2 separate regions of the Sus scrofa genome follow, and region 1 is linked to region 2. The links are chromatin contacts, called in public HiChIP or PLAC-seq maps. All regions are on one chromosome and are shown on one strand. Each heading gives the region's core, a stretch centred on a gene start, on an enhancer-like site or on the middle of the called end of the contact. The rest is flanking DNA. Distances are from core to core; before and after follow the strand shown.

Region 1 (6,357 bases), core at 1,606-4,105, 980 kb after region 2:
CCTGTGCCGCCGAACGCCTGGGTCCCATGCCAACACCAGGGCCCGCAGCAGCCGGGCAGCCTCGAGTTCAAGGTGGAAGGTGTGGTCCAAACGCAGGAAGTCTGGCCCCCCACGCAGCGGCCCCGTTCGGGCCCGCGCCACCCCATCCACCTGCAGCAGGCAGCAGAGGTCTCGTGGAGTGGCCCCAGGTGCTGGCCGTAGCCCCCCCAGCCCGTACAGGTGCAGGCTGAGGCGGCCCCAGAGTGCAGCCGGGGGCGACCGGGCTGATGGGCCCACCTCATAGGGGCGGAAGGCAGTGGGTGATGGGGGCCCTGCTGGGCGCTCGGGTGAGTCGCCATCACTGAGGTAACCAGCCCTCAGGCCCCGTGCGCCCTCAGCCACTGCCGCCCGCCCCGGGGTTCCTACGCTGCTATCCAGGTGGTAACGGCTGATGACTGAGCCCTCTGGGGCGGCCCGCTCACGCTCTCGGCCAGCCCGGGTGCTCCGCAGGCTCAGGCGGCGCCGCAACTCGGGCAGCTTCTTCATCTTCATTGAGAGGCGCCTGGCTGGGCCAGGAGACTTGGTGCGGGAGGCTTTGGTTGGGGGACTGGCAGGGGCTGTGCCTGTGGGGAAGGCAGAACTCAGGCTCCAGAAATCTGAGTTTGGGATGGGGGTGGGGCTAGTAGCCATCTTAGGGGTTCCAGGGTATGAGGCTTGTGCTCACCTGGGGAAGTCAGGCTCTCTGGCTCAGCTGAGCCTGGCTGCAGCCCTGGGGGCTCAGCTGTCGGAGGTCTGGGGTCCTCTTCAGGGATGGGGTTGTACCAGATCTCACCAGCAGGCTCTCCACTGCCAGGTGCCCCAGGCCCCAAAGCAGCCTCCTCCGGTGGTTTGGCCCCACCCAGCACCCATCGGCGGCTGCTGGGCTCCAGGCTCTGCAGGTAGGCACCCCGAGCCGGGCTACGAGATTCTTCGGGGCTGGGAGGCCCCTCTGCTCCAGGCTGGGATCCTTCCAGGGCCTGGGGCTCTGGCTCTGGAGGGCTAGGCTCCTGGCGCTGGGCTGGGCGGCCTGGTAAAGTGCAAAGGAAATGAGACCCAGCCTCCCACTGTCCCCAGAATAGCCCCAGTCCAGGGCTCTTCTCCCAGCAGGGGCTGGGGCTGGGGTGCACTCAGCTCTGACAGTCTATACATTCATTTAGAATGGGTGGCAACAGGCCAGCAATCTCATTACCAGCTTAGAGCTGCACACTACCCCCCATCCCAAAAAGGACTCTGTCCCTCTGCCCTCCAGCCTCAGCGGTCCAGTGGGGTTTCTTTGTGCTTGGGTTCTGCATTCCCCAGTCTGCTTCCCCTTGCCTCTCATTAACTCTGGCATGGAGGTCTGCCCCATCCCTTCTTGCTGGGTGGCTTTGGGTAAGTCACTTTCGATCTCTGAGCCTCAGTGTCTCCTCCTGTGAAATGCAGGGATTTGTTGCTCCCTTCAGGGAGGCTTTGGGGAGCTCAGCATGGGAAGCATTTCCCAGGCACTCACATCTTGGTCAAACCCATAGTCCACAGTGGACGCTGGCTAGCTTGCTTGGAAGACAAGAGCAGGCATAAGAGCAAGAGTGCCTGCTGTGTTTTCCCTTACTTGCAGCATGTCACTCCCCAACTCCTTGCTTGTGTTCCAAACTCTGCCTGCATTTTGGAGCGGGTCCTGTCTCTCAGCCCAGGCCAGGCCTCCATGGTCAATGCCTTGACCTCCCTCCCCCCTCATCTTCCCCTTTCTGACATCTCGAGCTGTTTCCTGTGTTTTTCTGTGCGTGGGCACCCCTGTCCCTTTGCTCTGGGAACCTTGGGAATCTTTGGGAAGGGCTGGGGGGGAGGTCAGATCCATGCAGTCCTCTGCACCCCCTCCTTTAACTCCTTCCTTCCTGGGACTTCCTGTCTGACACAGCTCCCATTTCTTTAAGGTCTTGCCTGTGGACTCCCTCCTCTGGTCACTTCAGATTTCTATTCCCCAGGACTCAGCCTTGGAGGTTTCATTTAGTAGCATAGTCCAAAGAGCTGTTAAATCACTTCACTGGCACTGGTAAATTACTCAACCTCTCTGTGCCACAGTTTCCCCATCTGTATAAAGGGGACAGTTTCCTGGGGCTGCCTTAGGTGGGTTCAGCTGCAGTCACTGGTTAATAGGTCGCGGGGGGCGGGGGCGGTTGGGGGAGGACGGTGGTAGGGGGTGGCCACCATGCTTGATGAACCGCCTCTCTCCCTCCTCTGCAAGAGTATGCCTGGCAACCCTATACCAGGTCTCTAGGGCTCAGGGTATTCCCTGCTTGACTTGACTAAACCCCAGTTTCTCAGCCTCCCACCTCCTCCTCCCCTCCACTCTCCAGGCGCTCCGCCTCGGCCCCATTTCCTGTCAGGGGTGAGGCCCCCTCCAGGGCCTCCCAAGGAGCACGCAGCGCTGGCATCCCTGGCCAGGCGCACATAACGGTCCGCGCCCCCTCTCCCCCCAGCCCGTTACTTCCAGGACCCCTGCTTACCCCGGCCCCCAACCCCGGCCCGCAGGGGGCTCCGCTGGGCTTCCCCAGTCCCCTCAGTGGTCCCTCCTTGGGGCCTCGGGACACCCCCTCCCAGGCCAGATGGGGTCTGGCGCCCCTTCTTCTCCACCTTCCCCTCTCACCGCGCTCCTTCGCGTCCGACTTTTTCCGGGGAAGTTTCTCCCGGCCCCGAAGGCGGGAGAAGGTTTTCCTGAGCAGCGGCTCGGCCATGCTGGGGCCCGGGCCGGGCGGAGTGCGCGCCCCGGGCTCGGGCCGCGCCGCCCCCCGCCCTCCCCGCCCCGCCTGGGCCTCCCCGCCCGCCCCCAGTCCAGCGGCAGCAGGAAGCGCATTCCGGGAATGCTTGGCCCCAATTTTTTTTTTTTTCTTTCCCCTTCCCGCGGCCTGAGCGGGCGATGCTGGGATATGTAGTCAGTCGCCTGGGGCCGAGAGGGGAGTGAATGGGGGCTCTGTGCTGCCTCCTGGGCTCCAACTGAATATTGTAGAGCAGGACCAGGCCCTCATCTTTCCTCGTATCCATCTTCTGTTGATGACCGCCTACAGCAAGTTCTCTTGGGTTTATTACAAAATTCATCGGGCACTTATCCCTTTTCTTTCCCCCCATCCACTGTTCTAGCCTGGTGCAAGCCCTAGGCACCTCTCAGTTTTTGAAGACATGGCCATTTCCTTAGTTTCCTGATGCCATTGCGGTGCCTGTCTCCTCCACCCAGTTCTCCTCCCCTCAACCGGCCCCCGGCAATTCCAATTACTGCTGCTGTTTAACAAACCATCCCAAAACTTAGTGGTGTGAAACAGAGTTTCATGATGCTCACACATGCTGTGGGTCAGAAATGTGAGCTAACATTGTTTCTATTCAGTTGGAAAGATTTTGAGGTTTAGGGGGTTACTCAACAAGTGAGGGTCCAGAATCACCTGGAAAAATGTTCACTTACAGATCTTGCAATTGATGCCAGGTGTGGGCTGGACCTCTATAGGGGTTGTGGAATAGGGCACCTACACATGCTTCTCCATGTGAATTGGGGGCTTCGAGCAGCTCAATAGTCAAGAGTATTTGGGCTTCTTGCTTATCTACCGAAGCTTCAAAAATGAACAAGGCAGGGAGTTCCTGTCGTGGCGCAGTGGAAGTGAATCCGACTAGAATCCATGAGGTTGTGGGTTTGATTGCTGGTCTTGCTTAGTGGGTTAAGGATCCGGAGTTGCCATGAGTTGTGGTGTAGGTCGCAGATGGGGCTTGGATCTGGCCTTGCTGTGGCTCTGGCGTAGGCCGGCAGCTATAGCTCTGATTAGACCCCTGGTCTGGGAACCTCCATTTGCTGTGCGTGTGGTCCTAAAAAAAAAAAAAAAAAAAAAAAAAAAAAAAAAAAAAAGAACAAGGCAGGAAGTCCCTGGTGGTGCAGTGGATTAAGGATCTGGCTTTGTCACTGCTGTGGCTCTGGTCACTGCTATGACTGGTCACTGCTGTGATGTGTGTTCCATCCCTGACCCAGGAACTTCTGCATGCCACAGGCAAGGCAGAAAAAAATCCAAAATGAACAAGACATTACCTTTGCTGAATCAGCTTTGAGTGCCAAACTGTGTTACTTCTCGCACCAGATTCAAGGAGAGGGGTCATAGGCTGCACCTCTCTCAGTGGGCTATGTGTCAATGTGACCTTGTAACATTCTTGTGTGAGAGAATGTGGGATGGCAGATATTATTGTAGCCATTTGGAAAATTTAACTTGCCTCACTTGTATATTCCAATCTCCATGCAATATTCAGAGTGGACTTAAAAACCTGAACTCAGATCATGGCACATCCATGCCGAACAGTCTTCCTATAATTGCTCACCCCACCTAAAATAAAATCTAGATTCCTATAAATAAAATCCAGTCCCAACAAGACTTCTGGCCTTGTCTCCTTTGTTGTCCCTGTCACTCACCATGACCTCATCTCTGGTTCTCCTTCATATCAAATTATTTCTGCCCCAGGCTCTTTGTACATGCAGTGCCTTCATGTGGCCAGGGATCAAACCCACATCCTCATGGGTGCTAGTTGGGTTCACTAACCACTGAGCCACAACGGGAACTCCTCAATATTTATTTTTTGGTAAACCCTTTTGACAGGGTTTCTGTACTTTTCCTGTTGCATTTATTTGGTTACATGCAGCTCATTTAATTCACCATTGGCTATGATTTTTTCCCAGCAATCAGAAACTCTAGATAAGCATAGGCCAGCAGCTGTAGTTCCAATTTGACCTCTAGCCTGGGAACTTCTATATGCCACAAGTGCAGCCTAAAAAGCAAAAGCAAAAAAAAAAAAAAAAAAAAAAAAAAAAAAAAAAAAATTCTTGATAAGTGAGAACAAATGATCTGCTGGCTGTATATAATGAAATGATTATGAATGCTAAATTTCACACTTGGTGAAGTTTGTAAATTATTCATCTGGATTTTACTAATCACCATTTGGATTTTGGAGTGTGTGTGTATGTCTTCTTTCCTCCAAATGTTTACATAATTGGCTAATGTGCTATGCTTATGAATAAGCACAGCCTCCAGGAGATACAGGATTTTGTTGAAATTCAGGTAGATGGTGCATGTCGTGTTTGAGTAGAGCTCTACATCCTCTTGGCAGACAATGGAAGTTGGCAGATAAGTAAGTGCCCTAATTTCCTTACCCCTCAGATGGTATCAGTGAGGTATGTGTTCCACACAAAATCTCAGAGGTCCCCAAGGGATTGAATTTTACCTGCCTATGGCGAAAACTTGCATATCAATTCACTCTTTACTGATTCCCTTCCCTTCTCTGTCTCACTTCTTCACCGCCCTTTCAGCATTTCCTAGATCAATTTCCAAATAAACTACTTGTTCTTGAATCCTTATCTTAGGATCAGCTTCTGGGAAACATCAAATGAAGACATTCTCTCCAGGCCTCAGTTTCCTCATTTATCCAAAGGGATGGGTCCAAAGAGACTCCCTCTCTTATAAAGGCTATGGGGGTAGGAGGTGTTGGATGGGGCATGTGTCTGTGGACTAAGTCCCCTGTCCCTCTCTGGGGTCCTCAGTTCCTGGGAAATGAAAGATGGAGCAGCTTATGGGGAGCAGGCTCCTAGTATCCTCCACCCCCTGCTGTCATTCTAGTTGTTCCTACACTGGAGGTTCACCTTTATCTGGCATCTTCCAGGATGAGAAGGCAAGTGCTGCAGCCTGTACAGACCTCCCTGGCTGGGAGTCAGTCCCCAGAGGCACCAGGGAAGTGGTGGCTGCTCAGAGATGTCCACTGGGGTGGTATTGAGGAGCTGAAGGGACAAAGGGTAGTCGAGTTACCAAGAGGCATCTTCCTGAGGGAGTATGTGGTGTCACCTAGGAGGTAGTTAAAAGGGCAGCATATCTTGGCCAGAGCCTCCCAGTGGCCCTTTGAAAAGCCACACCAGGCAGTTTTGGAGCTGCAGCTGAGGTACAGTGGGTCCCCCTGTTGCCCACACAGTGCCCTCCTTTTATTAGCTGAAGGCCTGCTGGGCTCTCCTGCTGGCCACGCTCCTGCACAGGTCCTAGGACACATTTAGCAATTGGTCACCTGTGGCCATGCCAAGAGCTGTCTCAGCGTCCAGTGTGCAGAGCCTGAGGGTACTGGTCACGAGGGCCTCAAAGAAGTTGTCCCAGAGGAAGAGGAGGCAGGCTGGATAGGGGTGACTGGTCAGCTAGGGACAAGAGGCCTGGGGTGGGCCGGGCCAGGAAGAGACCCCGTGTCATTCCTTAGCTCCTTCCTCCTCCCTTCTCAGGCCTCTGATCTCTTGCACATTCCAAAGAATGGTCTGGCCCTTGACTGGCTCTGGGAGGTAGCCTCTAAGCCCTTGTATTATGC
Region 2 (6,545 bases), core at 837-3,336:
CAAAAGAGGCTTGCTAGATACATGTGGCAAAGAAACAGGAAGATGTCGGTTAATCACACAAAAATCTAAACGAAACCAGCTGTCGGGAGGCAGACCCAGAAGTCTGCCACACGCTGCCTCTTGGCTTTCTCTACAAGAGACTGAAAAGATTTTTTTTTTTTTATCCCCACCCCCCAATCCTGGGCTTAATTCCTTTAGTCCAGGAAACTTCTTAAGGCTTTTTCCCTTTTCTGACCGAGAGGAGCACGCTTTGAAAAGTGAACTTTTTAAGAAGTTCAAAACTTTCCAAAAACATCTTTCCTCCCAACTGGACTGTCCCACTTCTAATTCTTGGCTTACGGCTCAGGGCCATTTTTAAGCAGAAGTAATTGTCCTCCAGCGAGATGACTTGGGATGAGATCAGAGGGAGGGTAATGCCGGGTACGTGTGTGAAAGAGGCCAAACCAGCTACTGTTGGAGGCTTACACCAGGTTTCTGAGGCCTCTTCACGCCAGAGCAGTCCTTACAAGATTAAACGCTTTTGACGCCGGCCAGCAGCAAGGCAGTCTGTGGCCCTTCTCCACAACTGTCAATACATATGGCAGTTCCATCTGGCTGGGAATCTTTTCCACTTCTGGGGTCCCCATTCCAAGTCTCAGTGCTCCAGCCTTCAGGAACCCTTGGCTCCCACACCTTTCCCCAACTTTCTTGCTTATGAGTCTTTGCACAAACTCTCTTGTTCCAGCAAACTCTTAATTTTTTTCTATAAGACCCTGCCCCACCTCCACTTTGAAGTCTTATCCCACTGCTAGCTTGCCATGCTCCCACTACAGAACACAGAGGCCCCTGGAATGCTAATCAGCCCCACTTATCCCCACTAGACTGAGCTTGTCTGGGGATGGAGGGATGGAAGAAAAAAGACCAGGAATAGAGCACAGACTATATGCCAGATGCTATGCAGGATGGTTTTACTGCTATCCTAGGGGTCAGCACTGTTGTCACCCCTACTTTACAGATGGAGACATGCTCCTAGGAATTAAGTATGAAGTGGTATGTGATGGGATTGGAATACAGGTCTCTCTCCAGCCCCAGGGGTTGCCACCCCTGTCCCGTCCCAAGGGGCAGTCAGTCAGGGCATGGAGAGGGAGCTGAGGCCCCCTTCTCATTCAGCCCCATTATCTGCCTCAGGGCCCGCGACTTGGAGCGGAGGCACCCAAAACGATCGTGGGTCGAGGGCCCCTTGTTAGCATTCCAAGGGGCTTCTAGAGAAAGTCAGGGTCTCACAGCCCTCGTTCCTGCAGGGGCCAGCTGGGGAGAGAAAGGCCGGCGGCTCGGTACTGAACTTCCGCCCCCCCTCCCCCGCTTGGAGCAGACACGTCGCCGCCGCGCCCCTGGGAACAGCTGGGAAAGTTCAGCAGGAACCGGGAAACCTCGGAAGAGGCGAGAAAGTGCGACGCCCCCACCCCCACTCTCGGTACCGGCCTGTGCAACTCCAGACAATGGAAGCTCAACGTTTCCACTCTCACTTCCCGCCCCCAGGTCGAGTCGCAGCTCTCCCCCCGCCACCACCGCCCGGACCCCGGCGCCAGCCCCGAGTCAGAAGGCAGCAGGGTGCCCCCAACCCCTCTCTCCCCAGTCCAGGATCACGCAATCCCCTCCACCAACCCAACCCCCCTTTTCCCTCTCGGCGGGCCCCGCCCGATCCGGATGCGGCGCCCCCTCCCAGGCCAGGGAACAAGGAAGGCGATGGAGGAAGGGGTCTCAGCAGAGGGTCTCGGGTTCCGGGTCTACGATCGGAAGCTCCGTGGCCCAAGGGTGTGAAGGTGGGATAATGGGGGAAGGGGGGCCGACAGCGGTAGGCAGTTGGGCGGGGAGCGCGGGAAGCGGGCGGCACCGGGAGAAGGGAAGAAAGAAGGACTCGCTGGGGCCGAGGGTGCGGGAACCGGGGCGCGCGGGGCCGGGGTGCAGGCTCTCACTTTCTCCCGCCGCTCGCGCTCGCCGTCCAGCTCCCGCTGCAGGCCCTGCGCGCGATCCTCTGCCTCGTCCGCCTGCTGCTGCAGGGCCTGGATCTTGCGTTTCACCGCCTCCAGGGAGTTGAGGCCAGCCATGGCGCGGAGGCGCACGCAGCGGGCGGCGGGCAGCGGCGGGCGCTCGGCTCGGCTCTGCTCTTGCAAGAGCTGCAGCAGCCGCGCCCCGGCCCCCGAGCCTTTGCCTACGCCGGGGGGCCGCCCCTGCCTCTCCCCGCCCCCGGCAGGGCCGCCGTCGGGGCGATGAGGTCACCCTGCCCGGCCGTCGACGTCAGCACCGCTGGGGGAGGGCCTGACGTCGGCACCGCTGGCCGCAGCTGCTGGAAAGTGCCCCTTTTCAGGACTTATTTGGAGAAACCGCCGGGAGGCACCGCCTTCTCCTCTTCCTCCTCCTCCTCTTCCTCCAGCGCTTCCCGCCCGCCCGGCCCCGGGGCTCCTGCCTGGCCCTGTCGCGGGCGCCCCCATTACTGGACACGTACGTCGGAGGCTTTCTTCTCGCTCAGCTCCAGCTTTTCCTGCGCGTCCTTCAGGTTCTCGGAGTATTTGTCCAGCTCATCCTCTGTCCCCTTCAGCTTCTTCTGGAGGTGCGTCAGCTCCTCCTCCACCTGGGGACAGATCGGGGGACACGTCAGCCTGGGGGTCAAGTCCCCGCCGGTGCAGGGGTGTCCCCCACATTCACAAGAATCCTCTGGCTCTCTCTCTGGTCTTAAGTTTCCTCATATGTAAAACAGGATAACAATGTTATGCACCACTCAATAAATGCTACCTGTTAATATGACTTTCACATCCTTGCCTTGTCCTGGGACCAGCTGCACTTATCTTTCTTGGGGTCCTCCGATACCCTTGAGGAGTTGCTCGCAGCTTTTTGGAAACAAGTCCCGACACGTTTCCTAGAAACACGAGTTCAATTTTGCAGCCTCTTCTGGGGAGCCTCAGTCCCTGGACATGAACCATTCTCCTACCCTCAACCTAATTGTGTCCCACACTGGCAGCCAGAGAAGCATCCTAAGCTTATGTTTACTTTCCCTGTGCCTAGAACCTGCCATGGCTCCCTACTGCTTGAAAGAGTGGTTCTCATAAAAAAACCCTGAAGGGTTTAAAGGCCCAATTCCCTGCCCTCTTCTGGACTTTGGGGGATTTCTGGAAGAGAGCTACCTGCTGCGTATGGAAGTTCCCAGGATGTGTAGCTGCAGCTGCCAGCCAATGTCACAGCTCATGGCGATACCCATGTCCTTAATTCATGAGCAAGGCCGGGGATCAAACCTGCATCCTCATGGATACTAGTTGGGTTCATTACCACTGAGCCACAACTAGAACTCCAAAAGCTACTCTAAAGATCCCTTTCGGAATTCCTGTCGTGGTTCAGTGGGGGAATCTGACTAGTATCCATGAAGACACACGTTCAATCCCTGGCCACCGCCCGCCCTGCCCCACCCAGCGGGTTGAGGATACCTCATTGCTGTGAGCTGTGGTGTAGGTTGCAGACCTGGTTGGATCTGGTGTTGCTGTGGCTATGGCATAGGCCAGCAGTTCCGATTCCACCCCTAGCCTGGGAACTTCCATATGCTGCAGCTCTGGCCCTAAAAAGATAAAAATAAAAAAATAAAGATCACTTTCTTGAAAGGCTCGGGTTAAAGCTTTTAATTCTTCTGCATTTGGCCCGTGTTCCTTTTAATAAAAATGTCCCTTACATTCTCCAAATTTTCAGTATTCTTTGTTTATCCTGCGATCCTTGCCCACCGCCTAGCAACCACAATATGAGAAGCGATACAAACCACAGACCCCTTCATCTCTCCATCTCCATTATTCCTCCCTCTTGCCCCACTGCACCAGTCAAGGGTCAGCTCAGGAAGCTGCCTCTGTCACCCTCACTTCCTCTGTGTACCTCTATCCCCCTCCCCTAACTCTAGGCTGGAGTGCAGTCCAGCTCAGGTTTGGATCTGACTCTGTCTCAGGCAGTTAGACCCCTGGTCCTGTCCATGCTCCCCCAGTGGGCCCTGTATGGTCCTCCTGCTTCCTCCTCACAGCAGGAAGCTAAGAGAGGGTGAGTGACTTTCTGAGGGTCACACAGCACAAGATTTGAACCCACTTCTGAACAGGCATTCATGCCAGGCCCACTTTTCTGCATCCTTCCCTGACTTGCTCATGTTTATTACCAAGATGTGCAAAATGTGCCAGGTGCTGTGTGTGTGCTTGTGTGTACGCATGAGCAAGTTCTTAAAGGCTGCTATCCCCATTTCCAGGGCTGCTGAGTGTCCTACTGCTGAGCTGGGGAATGGGAGAGGGAGTGAGGGGTCAAAGGAAGGTGGCAGCAGCTCCAGTTTAAGTCAGAGTTCACTGGTCCTGACCTTGACCTCTAGACAAGGAGCCCAGAAGCCTGACTCCAAATACCAGCTGTGCAGACTTACGTCCCCTCTTCTGGCCTCAGTCTCCTCATCTGCAAAATTGACATGGTGGTCTCTGAGGGCCCTGAACTTCCACCTTGACTGAGAAAATGAACCAATTTCTGTAAAGACAGGTCAGCCTGACCCACTGCCCATATGACTTCCTTCGGCATACAGCATTTACTATGGGGCCAACTCCGTGCCAAGCACAGCACTCTTGTAACATGCAAGAGTGACACTGAATTCTGCAGCATTGGGCTCATTTGGGTGTAAAGACTATTGGGTTTTGGTGCCTTTTTCTGACAATGTTTGGACAACAGTAGATGGGATGGTGATAAGGTGGACAAGGGGCCATGAAGGATTTAGAATGCGCCAGGCACGTTACAAATACCATCACACTGAAGCCTCCTGTCACAGAAGGGTAAACTGAGTTCCTAAACAAGAAAGGGACCTGCCCAAGGCCATATAGATAGGGTATTTGAACTCTTGTCAGACCAACTCCAAAGCTGCTTTGTGCAACCGCCAGGCTATGTTGTGCCCCACTGCCCAGCACACGCGCCTTCCCTGACCCTCTACACCCAGCACCATCGCCCCCTCCCCTGGGCAGCCTGCACTGCTGCCCCCAGTGCCTGTCTCACCCTCTGGCCCAACCCTGACCCCTGAGGCAGGGGGTCTCTTTGTCTCTGGCTCCCCCAGCCTGGGACTCCTTGTGAGACAGACCTGCTGCTGAGCATTGCCCAGCTCCAGCGTTGCCCAGCACAGGGCTGGGCCCATGGCGAACCCCAGGGGTAGAGGGAGTTTACAGAAAGAATCAATGACACAAGTGCAAACCCTTCAGTGGCTGGTGTTGGGTCTGAAAAATAAATAAAACTGACACAGTTTGGGTTCCTTCCCTCTGTCTGAATTCCACACACAAAGCAGATAAGGGTGCGTGGTGCCTTGCTGGGGTGAGGGTGGGGTGGAGGTGAGCCTTGCCCTGGCTCTGGAAAGTCTCTCTCAAGTCACTTCCTTCTAGGGCCTCAGTTTCCCTGCCTGTAAAACAGCCTGGAGGGTCACGGACCATATATCTTTGTCCCTGTAAATGGGGCTTTTGGGCAGGGCTGAGGCAGGATGTGGGGTCAAAGGCCAGTTGTGGCGGATGTCACTGCCCTGGGAGTGGATCGGGCAGGAAGTGGGCAGGCTGGGCCTCCTGGTCCTATCCCCATACTGTACAGAGAGGGCTTGCAACTGGGACTTTGCTGCAGTGTCCCTGAGAGTCCCCCATGCTCTCTGGCCCCAGCAGCATAAGGCACTCTGGATAAGTTAAATCTTTACAACCCTCTGCCTTTGTTCCCAGGCAGAACCGACCATCTGCACTATGGGGCTCAGGCTTCTACTTTAGACCTTTGGAATCTCGGGTTCCATGCCCTGTCCCCACTTCTCAGGTGAGAACACTGAGGGCTCAGAGAGGGGCAGCAGTCTGCCCAGAATCCCAGAGCTAGAAGATGACCTAGGCTGGATTTGAGCACACATCTGCTTTAGTGGGCAGCTTTGTGGGGGAAAAAAAGAACAGAATGAACATCCAGCTGGAGACCAGAGAAACTGTCCCTGGCCAGGCAGCTGACTGGGTTTTGAGAAGCCTTCCTTTTTGAACTTGTGTCTGCTTTGGTAGAATATACTGTATCAGTCACTCACACCTTAGTGAAAATTAGAGCCATGAAGTTGCTTTTCTCTGATTCCCTAGCTAAGCCCCCTGTGGTAAGGGCTAAAAGATGGATGGAAGCCGGCAGCTCTGGGTCAGCACAGGATGGGCGTTTGTGTTTGCCAGGGAGGGAGGAGGAAGGTTTGTGGCAGGGAGCACTGGGGTGGGGCTGTCCTGTACGGATGTGTCAGCCTGTTAGGGCAGCTCTGGGACACTGGGGGATGGGGAGGCCCATGGGCAGGGCAGGAAAGAATCCTGAGTTTATTGAGCACCTACACTGCACCAGGTACCAGGCCAAGAGCTCCACCTGCATGGTTACTTCTAGTCCTCCCAAGGTGGTGAGAGAGGCACCAGTCACTTCCCCATCTCACACATGTGGCCACCAAGGCACAGAGAGGTGACGGTGTTTGCCCTAGGGTGCTCAGTGACTGAGCTATGAACTGAGCCAGTCTGAGCTCAGAGCCTGCATTTTTA

Evidence for each region. HiChIP or PLAC-seq counts read pairs in DNA pulled down with a chosen protein or histone mark.
Region 1: an H3K27ac HiChIP or PLAC-seq map of alveolar macrophages shows a contact between it and region 2. The contact joins the promoter of SYDE1 here to the promoter of TPM4 in region 2. A contact is called at or near these places in 2 of 2 datasets of contacts at active chromatin or transcription factors (alveolar macrophages and skeletal muscle).

The regions. Positions count from the first base shown.
Region 1 is chr2:62,451,089-62,457,445 of Sscrofa11.1, forward strand. SYDE1 (rho GTPase-activating protein SYDE1) reads right to left here and starts at 2,856. Exons shown (of 8, transcript XM_003123426.4): 1 at 2,642-2,856; 2 at 704-1,045; 3 at 1-602. The coding sequence starts at 2,729.
Region 2 is chr2:61,468,581-61,475,125 of Sscrofa11.1, forward strand. TPM4 (tropomyosin 4) reads right to left here and starts at 2,087. Exons shown (of 8, transcript NM_214335.1): 1 at 1,956-2,087. The coding sequence starts at 2,087.